4 separate regions of the Mus musculus genome follow, and regions 1, 2 and 4 are each linked to region 3. A link is a contact called in public HiChIP or PLAC-seq data. All regions are on one chromosome and are shown on one strand. Each heading gives the region's core, a stretch centred on a gene start, on an enhancer-like site or on the middle of the called end of the contact. The rest is flanking DNA. Distances are from core to core; before and after follow the strand shown. Region 1 has its middle 7.9 kb from the start of Tango6. Region 2 holds the start of Cdh1 (cadherin 1). Region 3 overlaps Gm51545 (a long non-coding RNA gene). Region 4 overlaps Cdh1 (cadherin 1).

Region 1 (3,056 bases), core at 238-2,737, 220 kb after region 3:
GAACTCACTCTGTAGACCATGCTGGCCTTGAACTCAGAAATCAGCCTGCCTCTGCCTCCCAAGTGCTGGGATTAAAAGGCTTGGGCCACCACCTGGCTCTAGATTTTTTTTCTCATGTGGGTTTTAGGAATCAAACTCTTCTCCTTTTTTTGATTGTGAGACAAGCCCTCACTCACTCAACTTTTCCTTCCATCTCCCCCCTTTTTTTTAATTAAAAAAATTACATTTATTTGTGGGTACGATTTATTCGGTGTGTGTACAGTTCAGGTGGTTGTGCATGAGGAAGTCATAGGACCTTGTAGGCACCAGGGTTTTCTCAGTCCTGGGGATAAAACTCAAGTTTTGTGTCAGACTTGGTGACAACCACCTTTATCTGATGAGCCATCTTGCTGCGCATCCCACCCCCCATATTTTGAGACCAGTAGCCCTGACTGGTCTTGAACTCTCTATGAAGATCAGCTGGCCTCAAACTCAAGCAATCCTGCCTTAGCCTGCTGAGCTCAAGAACCTGAAGTTGTACAACATTCAATCACTTTTCGTAATTTTTCCCAGGATGAATTTGTGCATATACTGAAGGAAAATTGTCTAGTTCTAAAAGCCTGGGAGGGATGTACACAATGGAAGAACATCAATGTCACTTTCAAGGTTGTGTATTCTCCCATAAAACACATCTCCCCATGTAAAGATGTCCACAGGAGCCAGGCAGTGGTGGTCTTTAATCCTCAGGGTGTGTGTGTGTGTGTGTGTGTGCGCGCGCGCGCGCGTGTCTGCGTGCGCGTCTTCGCCACAGCATTTGAGGAAGAGATGGAGAAGAAGAGTAACCATTTTCCCCTGTTGCAAATACTGCCTGTAAGTGTTACAGCTCTGAGGGGGGAAGATATCCTGGCAGTAGGGAGCCAAGGAGTACCACAAGGTTAGATACACTTGTTTTGTTTGTTTCAAGGTTAGATACAAACCTCATAACAAACCTCACACAAAAGATTTATTGGGGCCGGGCGTGGTGGCGCACGCCTTTAATCCCAGCACTTGGGAGGCAGAGGCAGGCGGATTTCTGAGTTCGAGGCCAGCCTGGTCTACAAAGTGAGTTCCAGGACAGCCAGAGCTACACAGAGAAACCCTGTCTCAAAAAAAAAACCAAAAAAAAAAAAAAAAAAAAAAAGATTTATTGGGGAAGGAGGGAAGAGGGTGGCTGCCTCTGCTCTTGCAATAAGCAGAGGGCAGTGAGCAGGAGAGGCTCACTTTCTTCGGGGAGGTGGGGACAGGAGGGATTTCGCGCTCAGGGATTGGTGAATTTTCAAACCAGGAAGTGAGCTCAGACATTTTACCCCACATTGGCAGTGACTGACAATGGTTCTTTTAAACTTCTCCCCGGTAGCCTTGGGACCACGTTTTCTTTTCATTTTAGAGGCTGGAAAGTGGATGGGTTTGGGTTGGAACCCAGAAGAATGAGATAGACCACAAGGGGGCAGACGACCTAGCTCTGAGGAATGAATTAAACCGAAAGCTGCTTTCCCCATGATTGAGACTACATGTGGAGTCTAGGGCGGGAGTCAACCATGCTCCAGCCCAGTGTGCCCCAGGGAGGGTGGAGGAACATTTTACACATTTCCAATGCTACACAGTTTACAATTTTAGATCTTGAGATGGGAAATGGCAGTGATAGCAGATCATGATTGGGTTTTGATGTATTGTCTCCTTTTCCTTTTCTTCGACCTGCTTCAGTCTTCAGAGTGCAGTTATCAGTATTTACTGGGGAGGGGCAAGCATGCTAAAGATTGAATTCCCAAAAGCATCGACTTGGGGCAGGAAGAGGATCAGTAAGAGGGGTAGAAATGGACAATGGGGCCGGGCGTGGTGGCGCACGCCTTTAATCCCAGCACTCGAGAGGCAGAGGCAGGCGGATTTCTGAGTTCGAGGCCAGCCTGGTCTACAAAGTGAGTTCCAGGACAGCCAGGGCTATAAAGAGAAACCCTGTCTCGAAAAACCAAAAAAAAAAAAAAAAAAAAAAAAAAGAAATGGACAATGGGAACAATGGCCTGGGGTGGGTGTGGGGGGCGTATAAGCAAAGGACAATCATGTATGTGGGGTAAAGATGTAATGATTTATTCCTTATAAATAAGAATAGCTAAAAATAATTAAAAAGCAAACCCTAGCATTGGTCCAGGCATGGTGACACACGCCTTTAGATGAATCTCTTCAGGTTTGAGGGCGTCCTGGTCTACAAATCAAGTTCTAGGACTGCCAGGGCTATTACACCCCAACCCTGTCTCAAAAAAACAAAACAAAACAACCCCAAACCACCCACCCACTCAACAACATTGACAACTGGGATCTTCAACTGTCCCTATTAGGAATTGTGGAGGTGAAAAAAACTTCCGATAATTATCTGAATCTCAAACTTAGTTTCATTTCCATATAAACATAATGGGGGGGATTTATGGTTTTAGTATTAAGTGAATCTTCTAGTAATGTAATAGTCATATAAATAGGACAAAGAGGAACATTGCTAAGGACATTTTAAAGACTCACTGCTGGCGATGCCAATGCAGCTTATTGGCAGAGAGCGTGCACTAGAGGCTCTGGATTTAAATTCCATTGAAGAATAAAAAATTACTGGCCTCTTGTGAGAACATGAACTTTTTACCTCGGAGCCCACCCCCTCCCATCTAGAGGTTGTTCTCGGAACACTCCTAAACTTTTCACCCCAAAACTCCTCACCCTAAAGTTCGAACCCTCCCAACTAAAAACTGTTCCAAGAACATTTTTGAGATAAAGGCCTCCTGGAACAACCTCAAAATGAACCAGGTACTCCTTAGTTACGTAGGTTCCTTGATAGGACATGACTCCTTAGTTACGTAGATTCCTTTGGCAGAACTCCCTAGTGATGTAAACTTGTACTTTCCCTGCCCAGTTCTCCCCCTTTGAGTTTTACTATATAAGCCTGTGAAAAATTTTGGCTGACCGTCGATTCTCCTCTACACCACTAGGTGCCACTAGGTGTATGAGTTTCGACCCCAGAGCTCTGTGCTTTCATGTTGCTGCTTTATTTCGACCCC
Region 2 (2,935 bases), core at 51-2,550, 150 kb after region 3:
AGGGCTGGAGAGATGGCTCAGCGGTTGAGAGCATTGACTGCCTTTCGAAAGGACCGGGTTCAAATCCCAGCACCCCCATGGCATTTCACAACTGGCTGTAATTCTAGTTCCAAGGGACCTGACATCCTCACACCAATACACATAAACAAAATAAATTATTAAAAAATAAAACCCAACAGAACAACTGATGAGGAGGGCTGGAGAGATGGCTCAGTGGTTGAGAGCACTGGCTGCTTCCAAAGGACCCAGGTTCAAATCCCAGCAACCACATGGTAGTTACAGCTGTCTGTAATTCCAGTTCCAGGAGATCTGATACCCTCACATAGACATACACGGAGGGAGAACAATGTAAGTAAAAGATTTAAAATAAAAAGCAACAACAACAAAACAAAACAAAACAAAAAACCTGATGGATGTGGGATGCATAGGATGCTGCTACTTGGGGGTCCCAAGGTCAAAGCCAGTCTGGGTTACCTAGTCCTGAGAACTGAAGTTAAGAGAACAGATTTTAGCCGGGCAGTAAGGTAGTGGGTACCTGTAGCTCCATCCCAGAAGTGAGAAGGCTGAGTTTGAACAATGATGAGTTTAAAGCCATGCTGGGCTACATAGCAAGGCTATGTCTCAAAAGGGAGCCGGTCAGGTGTTAGAAAATTAGATTAGCCTGGTCTGGTACCCCACTTGTGCAATCCCAGCATTCGGGAGACTGAAACAGGAGGATGGCTAAGACTAAGACAATTCCAGGCCCACCTGAGTTGGAAAACAAACAAACAAAAAAGCTACCAAACAAAATAAAACCGTCGGAGAAATAGCTCAGTCAGTAAAGGCCAATGGCGGCAATGCAATCCCAAGACCCTCTTGGTGGAAGAAGAGAATTGACTCTTGAAGGCTGTCGTCTTATCTCCACAATCGGTCTGTGGCACGTGCGTTTGCGAGCACAGGATCGCGCTCTCGCCCGCGCACGCACCCCTCCCCCCATGTTAAAATGTCATTTAAAATCCCTAAGCAAACAAACTCATCCAACCAAAGAAAATAAAAACATAAGAAACAAAACGGAAACCTAGATGATGAATAAAGTCCTTTGTAACTCCATGTCTCCGTGGGTCAGAGCACAGCTAGGCTAGGATTCGAACGACCGTGGAATAGGAAGCTGGGAAGTCTTCTAAGGCCGGCCCCATGCCACCAACTACAGACAGGGGTGGAGGAAGTTGAGGGCCCTGCAGTTCCTTGGCTGCCACCTGCAGGTGCGTCCCCAGCCAATCAGCGGCGCCGGGGGCGGTGCCTGCGGGCTCACCTGGCGGCCGCAGCCTCTGCGCTGCTCACTGGTGTGGGAGCCGCGGCGCACTACTGAGTTCCCAAGAACTTCTGCTAGACTCCTGCCCGGCCTAACCCGGCCCTGCCCGACCGCACCCGAGCTCAGTGTTTGCTCGGCGTCTGCCGGGTCCGCCATGGGAGCCCGGTGCCGCAGCTTTTCCGCGCTCCTGCTCCTGCTGCAGGTATGTGGAGGGTCCTGACTCGTGCCCCATGATCCGCTTCGCTGTGTTTTTCTGCCGGCTGTGGTCCCGCTTCCCTTCTTCCAAGAAAGTTGGGATCCGGAGGGCCAGATCGCCCTGGGCGCTGCGCGGTGCGGGGCTGAGTGCGGTGGAGTGGGAGGGAGGTCCAGGCGGGCGCGGAGTGGTCGCCTCTGGCGCAGGTTCCCAGGTGGGGGCGCGCCACGCTGCCGGCTCCCGGGTCCCCGGGTTGAGCAGGGTCCCTGTTTGAGACAGAGGAGGCGTGGAGCAGGATGGGGGCCTGCCTGTAGAAGGTGGGGTGCTGAAGTAGCGCGGACGATCCGAGATAAGGGAAGGGATTTTAGTATTATAAAAGCACCTGTCCTGTTAGGGAGGGACCGTAGATTGGGGTACCCGAGAGGAGTCTGCGGGTGTGCGTTGAGACCGTTCGCGGTCGAAGGAAAGTGGTGTCCGGAAGAGTCAAGGCGTCTCCAGTGAGATGCAAATGGAGCTAGGAGAGGAAGGTGGACTAGGTTGCCAGGTGGTGGCCCCAGATGTCCCCTCCCCCAAAGGCTTTTGGAGCTTGGCGGCTGGTTTCGGGATGAGCGGATAGCGTCCCTGTGTGCCCTGAGGGGGGTCCTCCCCACTAATCCCGGCGCCCGAGGCGAGGGAAGGGTTACCCTTGGTTTCGGTGTGGGCTGCTGGGAACCCCCTCAAGTCACCAGTTTGCTTACTTTACCTCCATCCCAGGTCTCCTCATGGCTTTGCCAGGAGCTGGAGCCTGAGTCCTGCAGTCCCGGCTTCAGTTCCGAGGTCTACACCTTCCCGGTGCCGGAGAGGCACCTGGAGAGAGGCCATGTCCTGGGCAGAGGTAAGGGAAACTGATGGTGTTACTCGGCCGAGTGGGGTCGGGTAGTGAAGGCGCCAAGAAATCGTGCTACCATGCTGGTAGGGTGGAATGGACAAAACTCTTCCTTGGAATTTACGGCAGATTTGGGAGTCTTATTTATCGATTGTGGTTGATCAAGGTAGATATGTCTGGCTCTGCTATTTATACGGGGCAGAAATGGGCCAAGGGTATTTAGAGGTCATCGGTATTCCTCCAACTGATTACTGGAGCCGGTCTATCATTTCAGACCGCCAAACCTGCTGGGTAGAGCCAGTTGGACTGTAGTTCCATTTAATGATGAGCAATTGGAGGCTCATAGAGTGACTTCACAGGGTCAGCAGGGCAGGCATTTGAACCGGGATTTGACTCCCACTATTTAGGTATAGTCACTGAGGAACCGGTTCATAATGACTTGTGGTTTTTGTTCATAAGGATAAAAATACTCGATACAGGTGCTGCTTTCCCAAGGAATAGGTTTTTTTTGTTTTGTTTTTTTGTTTTTTTGTTTTTTGTTTTCTTTAAGAAAAAAAAAGAAAAGGTAGCTCTGACTCATACATTC
Region 3 (2,822 bases), core at 176-2,675:
AGGGCATACAACACCTTCTTCTGATCCTCACTGTATCCAAGTGGAACACATACATGCATGCATACATACATTCAGGCAAAACACTCATACACATAAAATGAAACGAAGGAGCTGAAGGGGTTTGCAGCTCCATAGAGGGAGCAACAGTGTCAACAGGCCAGACACCCCCCTCCCAGAGCTCCCAGGGACTGGACCACCAAAATACACATGGAGGGACTCATGGTGCTGACCATATATGTGGCAGAGGATGGTCTTGTTGGACATTTGTGGGAGGAGAGGTATTCAATACCCCAGTGTAGGGGAATGCCAGGGTGGGAGCACCCTTATAGAGGCAGGGGGATGGGATAGAGGGTTTCCGAAGGGGAGACCTGGAAAGGGGAAAACATTTGAAGTGTAAATAAAGAAAATATTCAATTTTTTAAGAAGGTAACCTTTAAAATAAATATGGTGGAGTTTGATAAAGAAAGATATCCAATATTGTGCTCTGGCTTCATGTATACATTATTAGTACATCTGAACATACGTACATGTACATATACCACAGATGCACACACATGTACTTATACCACCAATGCAGACACATGTATATATACCACAGATTCACACAAACCACATGCTCATGTACATACACCACAGATGCACAAACATGTACATACACCACAAATGCACACATATGTACACACACCACAGATGCACATACATGTACATATACCACAGATGCATACACACATGCACATGTACCACAGATGCACACACTCAAGTATAATCATTATAGATGCACACATACATGCATATACTACAGATGCACACACATATACATATACCACAGGTATTCACATACATGTATATACACCATAGATGTGCACACACATGCATATATCACAAATGCACACACATATACATATATCACAGATGCACACACTCAAGCATCACTAAAGATGCACATATACATGCATATACCACAGATGCCCATATATATACATATACCACAGATGTACACACACATGTGCATACACCACAGATGCATACATGCACACACACACAGTTTTAGGGGCTGGGGGACTCTTTCTGGTGGGTGAGCTCCTCTCTCCTGGTCTCCCTCTATTGCCTTCCTCCAGCCTTCTCTCTCCTCCTCCCCCATGGCATCCCCCTCTCCTTTTCCCCAAAGATCTCTAATTAAGTTCTTACTTGGTAATTGCCATTCCAGGAATTGCCATGGAAATCAGTTCCCAGCTGGCCTGTTTCCTTCTTTTTCTCAGCCTTGGGAAGCAGAGGCGGGAGCCCAAGGTGAGCCCTGAGAGTCAGGATTGTTCCCACCTGTGTGTGTGGAGCATTTGCTGGGTGTGCCCGGTGAGTCAGCACTGCTCCCTCCGTGTACCTCAGTTGGGCCCTGTGACAGCCTGAGGATGACCTTGAATTCCTGACCCTCCTGTCTCTACCTCCCAAGTACCAGGAATGCAGATGGCCACCACCCTTCCAGGCCCTGTGAGGAGACTGGAGCCTGAGATCTCAGTGAACCTCCGTGAGGCCTCACAAGTCCTAGAATTGGGGTTTGAATCACATTTGATCTGACTCTAATGCTGAAATCGTACTTCTCTCTCAATGAACACCCCTCCCCCCAGATGTGGGTAAACGTAGTTTGATATAAAAAAACAAAAAAAACTAGAAACCTCTATTGTCCTTCATAATCAGCCCTTTATAACATGACCTCATGACTCCTCCTAAGTCCCTGACTCTGGGCTGGTCTTGTTGTGGCTCCTCCTACCTAAAAGGTGGAGTCTTTTTTCCCCAGTCCCTGACTCAGGGCTGGCCTTCTGGCTCCTCCTCCCTAAAAGGTGTTGTCTTTTTCCCCAGTCCCTGACTCTGGCCTGGCTTTGTGGTGAAAAGATTGGGGCAGCAGTGATGAAAAGTGGTGAAAAGATTGGGGCAAGCTCTGTTCTGTCATTATGGACACTGCCGGGAAAACAAGCCCAGGCTGGACTGCTGGCATCGTGGTCCACTCATTCTCATCCCAGCTGACAGCTAGCCAACTGCTCCACATTGTGAGTGTGGCCATTCTAGATGTGGGCGGCTGTCTGTGGCTAGACCCCTGAATGAGCCCACAGGAGATGAGCTGGGCCTGCTCAGACCCACAGAACCACCAGACAGGCTCACAGACTCATGAGCAATTGTTGAAGCTGCTAGGCTCTGGGAGTGGTCGGTTATACACTGATGCCTAATGATGAGGCTGCCTCTAGAAGAGGCTTGGTGCATGAGGGCTGCAAAAACCTCAAAAGAGGAGAAATCACTCTGATCTTATGTCTACCTGGAGTGGCTGGAGCATGTACCTGGTTAGAGAGGCCCTGTCTCTGGTTCCTACCACCAAAAAAAAAAAAAAAAACCAATGACATCAACGTTAATATTTTCTATACACCGAGCATTTTCAATGAATCACTGTGAAGTTTTATGAAGTAGGAACCCCTGAATATCCTTTATTCAAAATGCTTTGACCGGAATTGTTTTGAATTTATTTTATTTTATTTTATTTCCAAATTTGTAAAATTTATAGGTACATGATTATGGACTTGGGGATGGGATTGAAGTCTAAATCCAAATGCGATTTATTTCATACATGCCTTCTATTATATGGTTCGGAGGCAAATCTTATGCAATACTTTTAATGACCCTGAATTGTTTTTGTTTTGTTTCAGACATGATCTCACTATGCAGCCCTGGTTGTCCTAACCAGGCTGGCCTTGACCTGTCTCTGCCTCCCAAATGCTGAGATCAAAGGTATGCTGCACCATGCCTGGCTGTGCTCCTGAATTTTGATTGCAACTTAT
Region 4 (2,965 bases), core at 384-2,883, 190 kb after region 3:
CAACCCAGGGCTTCTGTACCTAATAAACAGAACATTATAGTTCTTGTCTTCAGCTTTCAAGAGATGGACACAAATAGCGACCTATCTGAGTGAACCCATGTGTCCTTGGCAACAAAGGGTAGCTTGTCCATGCCCTGTTTCTTTCTTTCTTTTTTTTTTTTTCCATTTTTTATTAGGTATTTAGCTCATTTACATTTCCAATGCTATACCAAAAGTCCCCCATACCCACCCACCCCCACCATGCCCTGTTTCTAAAGCTATGGTGACATCTCCTGCGGGAGTGGTTGTTTCACAAGCTTGTAGTCCTTTCTAGTTTTGTGGACACCTATCAAAGGTATCATCAACCTCATACATGAGACATGTTAATATTTTACATCAAAGGAGGGAGTTCCGGCATTGCATTGCCCAATGTCATCTAAGAAAATGACCTGGGGGGAGGTTTTCTGGGTGGTGACATCTGTGAAGACTTTAGAAAGGAATACTGAACCACAAAACAAGAGACTGTCTACTCCTGTCCCCTCATCCTTCAGGTGAAACTTTTTTTTTTTTAAGATTTATTTATTTATTATATGGAAGTACACTGTAGCTATCTTCAGACACACCAGAAGAGGGTATTGGGTCCCATTACAGATGGTTGTGAGCCACCATGTGGTTGCTGGGATTTGAACTCAGGACCCCCGGAAGAGCAATCACTGCTCTTAACCGCTAAGCCATCTCTCCAGCCCAGGGTAAAACTTTTTGTCTTCTGGTCTTCAGAGTTTGAGTCAGAAAATACAGAGGTATTTTTGGGATACACAGTAGCAGTGTAGCTCTGTAACCCTGGAGCTCAGAAGGAAAACTCTGATCATACCTTTGTTACCTTGAGCCAACCACCTGTGTATAAATAAATGGTCCTTTAAGTATAGCTGAACGGAGGTCTCAGAGTTGTCTGTGGAACCTCTCTCGTCAAGGATACTCAGAGAAGAGGTTTGAACAAAGGAGGCAGTCTAAAAAAAGAAACAAAACAAAACAAAAACACCTGTTCTTCATGTCCTGCCTTGTGCATGGTATGAGCAGGGTTCTATTTTCAAACAGTTTCCCAGAGACTGGATCACCTATTAGTTGCTAAAGCGATCAACCATGGTTAGCTGCCCTTGGTGACAGGACCCTGTCCTCGAGCCCCAGCATTTTCTGTGATGTTCAGAGGCTTCTGAGATTCCTTGTCTCTACCCACTCACATTCCAGAGATGGCCACCCTAGTGGAAGAAGAAATGGGATCCTTCAAGTGAGGCTGGCCTTGGCTCGATGGCAATTACTGGAAAAGAATGTAGCGAAGGCTCGCGCTTGCCCGCCCGCCCGCCCACCCACGTGACCAGAGGCTTTCACCAACCCTGCCTTTTATTTGTATTGAATTATGTCCCCAGGGTTTTCTGCTGTTAGCTACTACTTCTGCCAAGCCTGCTAAAAGATGGGGTGCTTACAATGAATATAAAACTTAGGCATACTAAAAAGACATTCTTGGTTTTTTGTCATTTAAAGAATTTATTTTAATTGTAATCAACAAAGAAACAATAATGTCACACACACACACACCCTTCTTGGGTGGGTAGTTTGAGGCAGTCTGATGTTTCTTGGGCTGGCCTCTATCTAATCTGCTATGTAGCCCAGGATGACCTTGAATTTCTGGTCCTCTTTCCACTTTCAAGTGCTAGGATTGAGACCAGCCCTCCCCTGCCCCCTATTGGTAATTTAACTCAAAACTTTACACGTGTTATAGGCAAATGCTTTACTACAGAGCTGTATTTAGGGGGAAAAAAGCCCACCTCAACCCCTCTTCTATCAGTTTTCTCCAGTTATCATTCATGCCCATGATAGAGGTACTAGCACGGGCTAGTCTGTGTATGCAAAGTTTTCGATTGCATTGCCAACAATTGGGGTGGGGCAGGGACAGTCTTGAATAGCAGTGAAGAGCCCTCATTTAGGGGTGAACCAATTAAGCTCTGAACTCAGCAGTGTATAATTTCAGGAAAAGAAAGCCCATGCTGAAGGGGCCTCAGCAAGGCTGGGATGGGGGCAGGGAGAAGTTGCACCACCCCTCCCCAGTAGCTCAGTGGCATATCAGTCCATGGGATATATGTAACAGCAGGAGCATAAAGCTAACCCCATGAGGTTGTCCTCTGACCCCCATATATCCCCTGCCACATACACCCCTGTGCACATATATAGTAAGGGGCTAGAGGATGAAAAGAATTAAGTGGGTAAAAATGCTTGCCGCCCAGCCTGGCAGCCTGAGTTTGATCCCAGGGACCTACATGGAAGGAGAGACTTGATGCCTGCAAGTTGTCATCATCTGACCTACACACACACACACACACACACACACACACAGAGAGAGAGAGAGAGAGAGAGAGAGACAGACCCATACATACAAAAATAAAAGCCTAAGGAAATACAAGGCAAAGACCACCACCAGAGCAAGGACCCTCTATAGAGAGGCAAGGAATGCAATCAAGGAGCAAGAGATCTCAGATTGCCTTCGTCTAAATCCCAGCCTTGCCGATTTCCGCATCTGTAAAAAGAGGATGTGCCAGAGGCGTGGTGGCGCACGCCTTTAATCCCAGCACTCAGAAGGCAGAGGCAGGCAGATCTCTGTGAGTTCGAGACTAGCCTGGTCTACAGAGTGAGTTCCAGGACAGCCAGGGCTACGTACAGAGAAGAGACCCAGTCTGAAAAAGCAAGATATAGAAAGCAAAGCATATATCAACTGTATAAAGTTCTGGGTTTGAACGGTTTAATGTTTGTAAAGTGCTTAAAATGGAGCCTGGAACGATAGTGTTCTGCAAATATTTAAAATGTGGCCAAAGTAGTTGACAAGAGTAATTGAAAGTATTAGTTCAGACTTTCCAATCATGGGATTGCAGGTGTGCACTACCACACCCAGTTTGAGGTTGTGGAGTTTCCTGGTAATAATGGTGATGGTGGTGAC

The links. HiChIP or PLAC-seq counts read pairs in DNA pulled down with a chosen protein or histone mark.
Region 1: a contact with region 3 is called in an H3K27ac HiChIP or PLAC-seq map of embryonic stem cells, with 6 read pairs. The contact joins two enhancer-like sites. A contact is called at or near these places in 3 of 39 promoter capture datasets (cranial neural crest, frontonasal cranial neural crest and maxillary cranial neural crest), 4 of 484 Hi-C or Micro-C datasets (B-cell progenitors, bone marrow-derived macrophages, embryonic heart and 1 more) and 1 of 115 datasets of contacts at active chromatin or transcription factors (embryonic stem cells).
Region 2: an H3K4me3 HiChIP or PLAC-seq map of embryonic stem cells shows a contact between it and region 3, with 16 read pairs. The contact joins the promoter of Cdh1 here to the enhancer-like site in region 3. A contact is called at or near these places in 1 of 39 promoter capture datasets (cranial neural crest), 2 of 484 Hi-C or Micro-C datasets (both in embryonic stem cells), 5 of 115 datasets of contacts at active chromatin or transcription factors (embryonic stem cells, epiblast stem cells and forebrain) and 4 of 9 other capture datasets (adipose tissue, liver, macrophages and 1 more).
Region 4: an H3K27ac HiChIP or PLAC-seq map of embryonic stem cells shows a contact between it and region 3, with 5 read pairs. The contact joins two enhancer-like sites. A contact is called at or near these places in 4 of 484 Hi-C or Micro-C datasets (bone marrow-derived macrophages, embryonic stem cells, nephron progenitors and 1 more), 2 of 115 datasets of contacts at active chromatin or transcription factors (embryonic stem cells and stem cell-derived neural progenitor cells) and 1 of 9 other capture datasets (adipose tissue).

What each region holds. Positions count from the first base shown.
Region 1 is chr8:106,673,679-106,676,734 of GRCm38.p6, forward strand. No RefSeq gene overlaps it. Among named protein-coding and RNA genes, the nearest start is that of Tango6, 7.9 kb to the right of the region's middle. Within about 2 kb of position 1,488, at least 18 of the 459 cell types and tissues checked have an H3K27ac peak or open chromatin away from gene starts, as enhancers often do. A contact at or near this core is called in embryonic stem cells, where this site is marked.
Region 2 is chr8:106,602,050-106,604,984 of GRCm38.p6, forward strand. It overlaps Cdh1 (cadherin 1), which reads left to right and starts at 1,301. Exons shown (of 16, transcript NM_009864.3): 1 at 1,301-1,493; 2 at 2,238-2,358. The coding sequence starts at 1,446.
Region 3 is chr8:106,450,131-106,452,952 of GRCm38.p6, forward strand. All of the region lies in intron 1 of Gm51545 (a long non-coding RNA gene), which reads right to left. Among named protein-coding and RNA genes, the nearest start is that of Gm51545, 16 kb to the right of the region's middle. Within about 2 kb of position 1,426, at least 22 of the 459 cell types and tissues checked have an H3K27ac peak or open chromatin away from gene starts, as enhancers often do. A contact at or near this core is called in embryonic stem cells, where this site is marked.
Region 4 is chr8:106,643,443-106,646,407 of GRCm38.p6, forward strand. The region is part of intron 2 of Cdh1 (cadherin 1); the gene reads left to right. Among named protein-coding and RNA genes, the nearest start is that of Tango6, 38 kb to the right of the region's middle. Within about 2 kb of position 1,634, at least 37 of the 459 cell types and tissues checked have an H3K27ac peak or open chromatin away from gene starts, as enhancers often do. A contact at or near this core is called in embryonic stem cells, where this site is marked.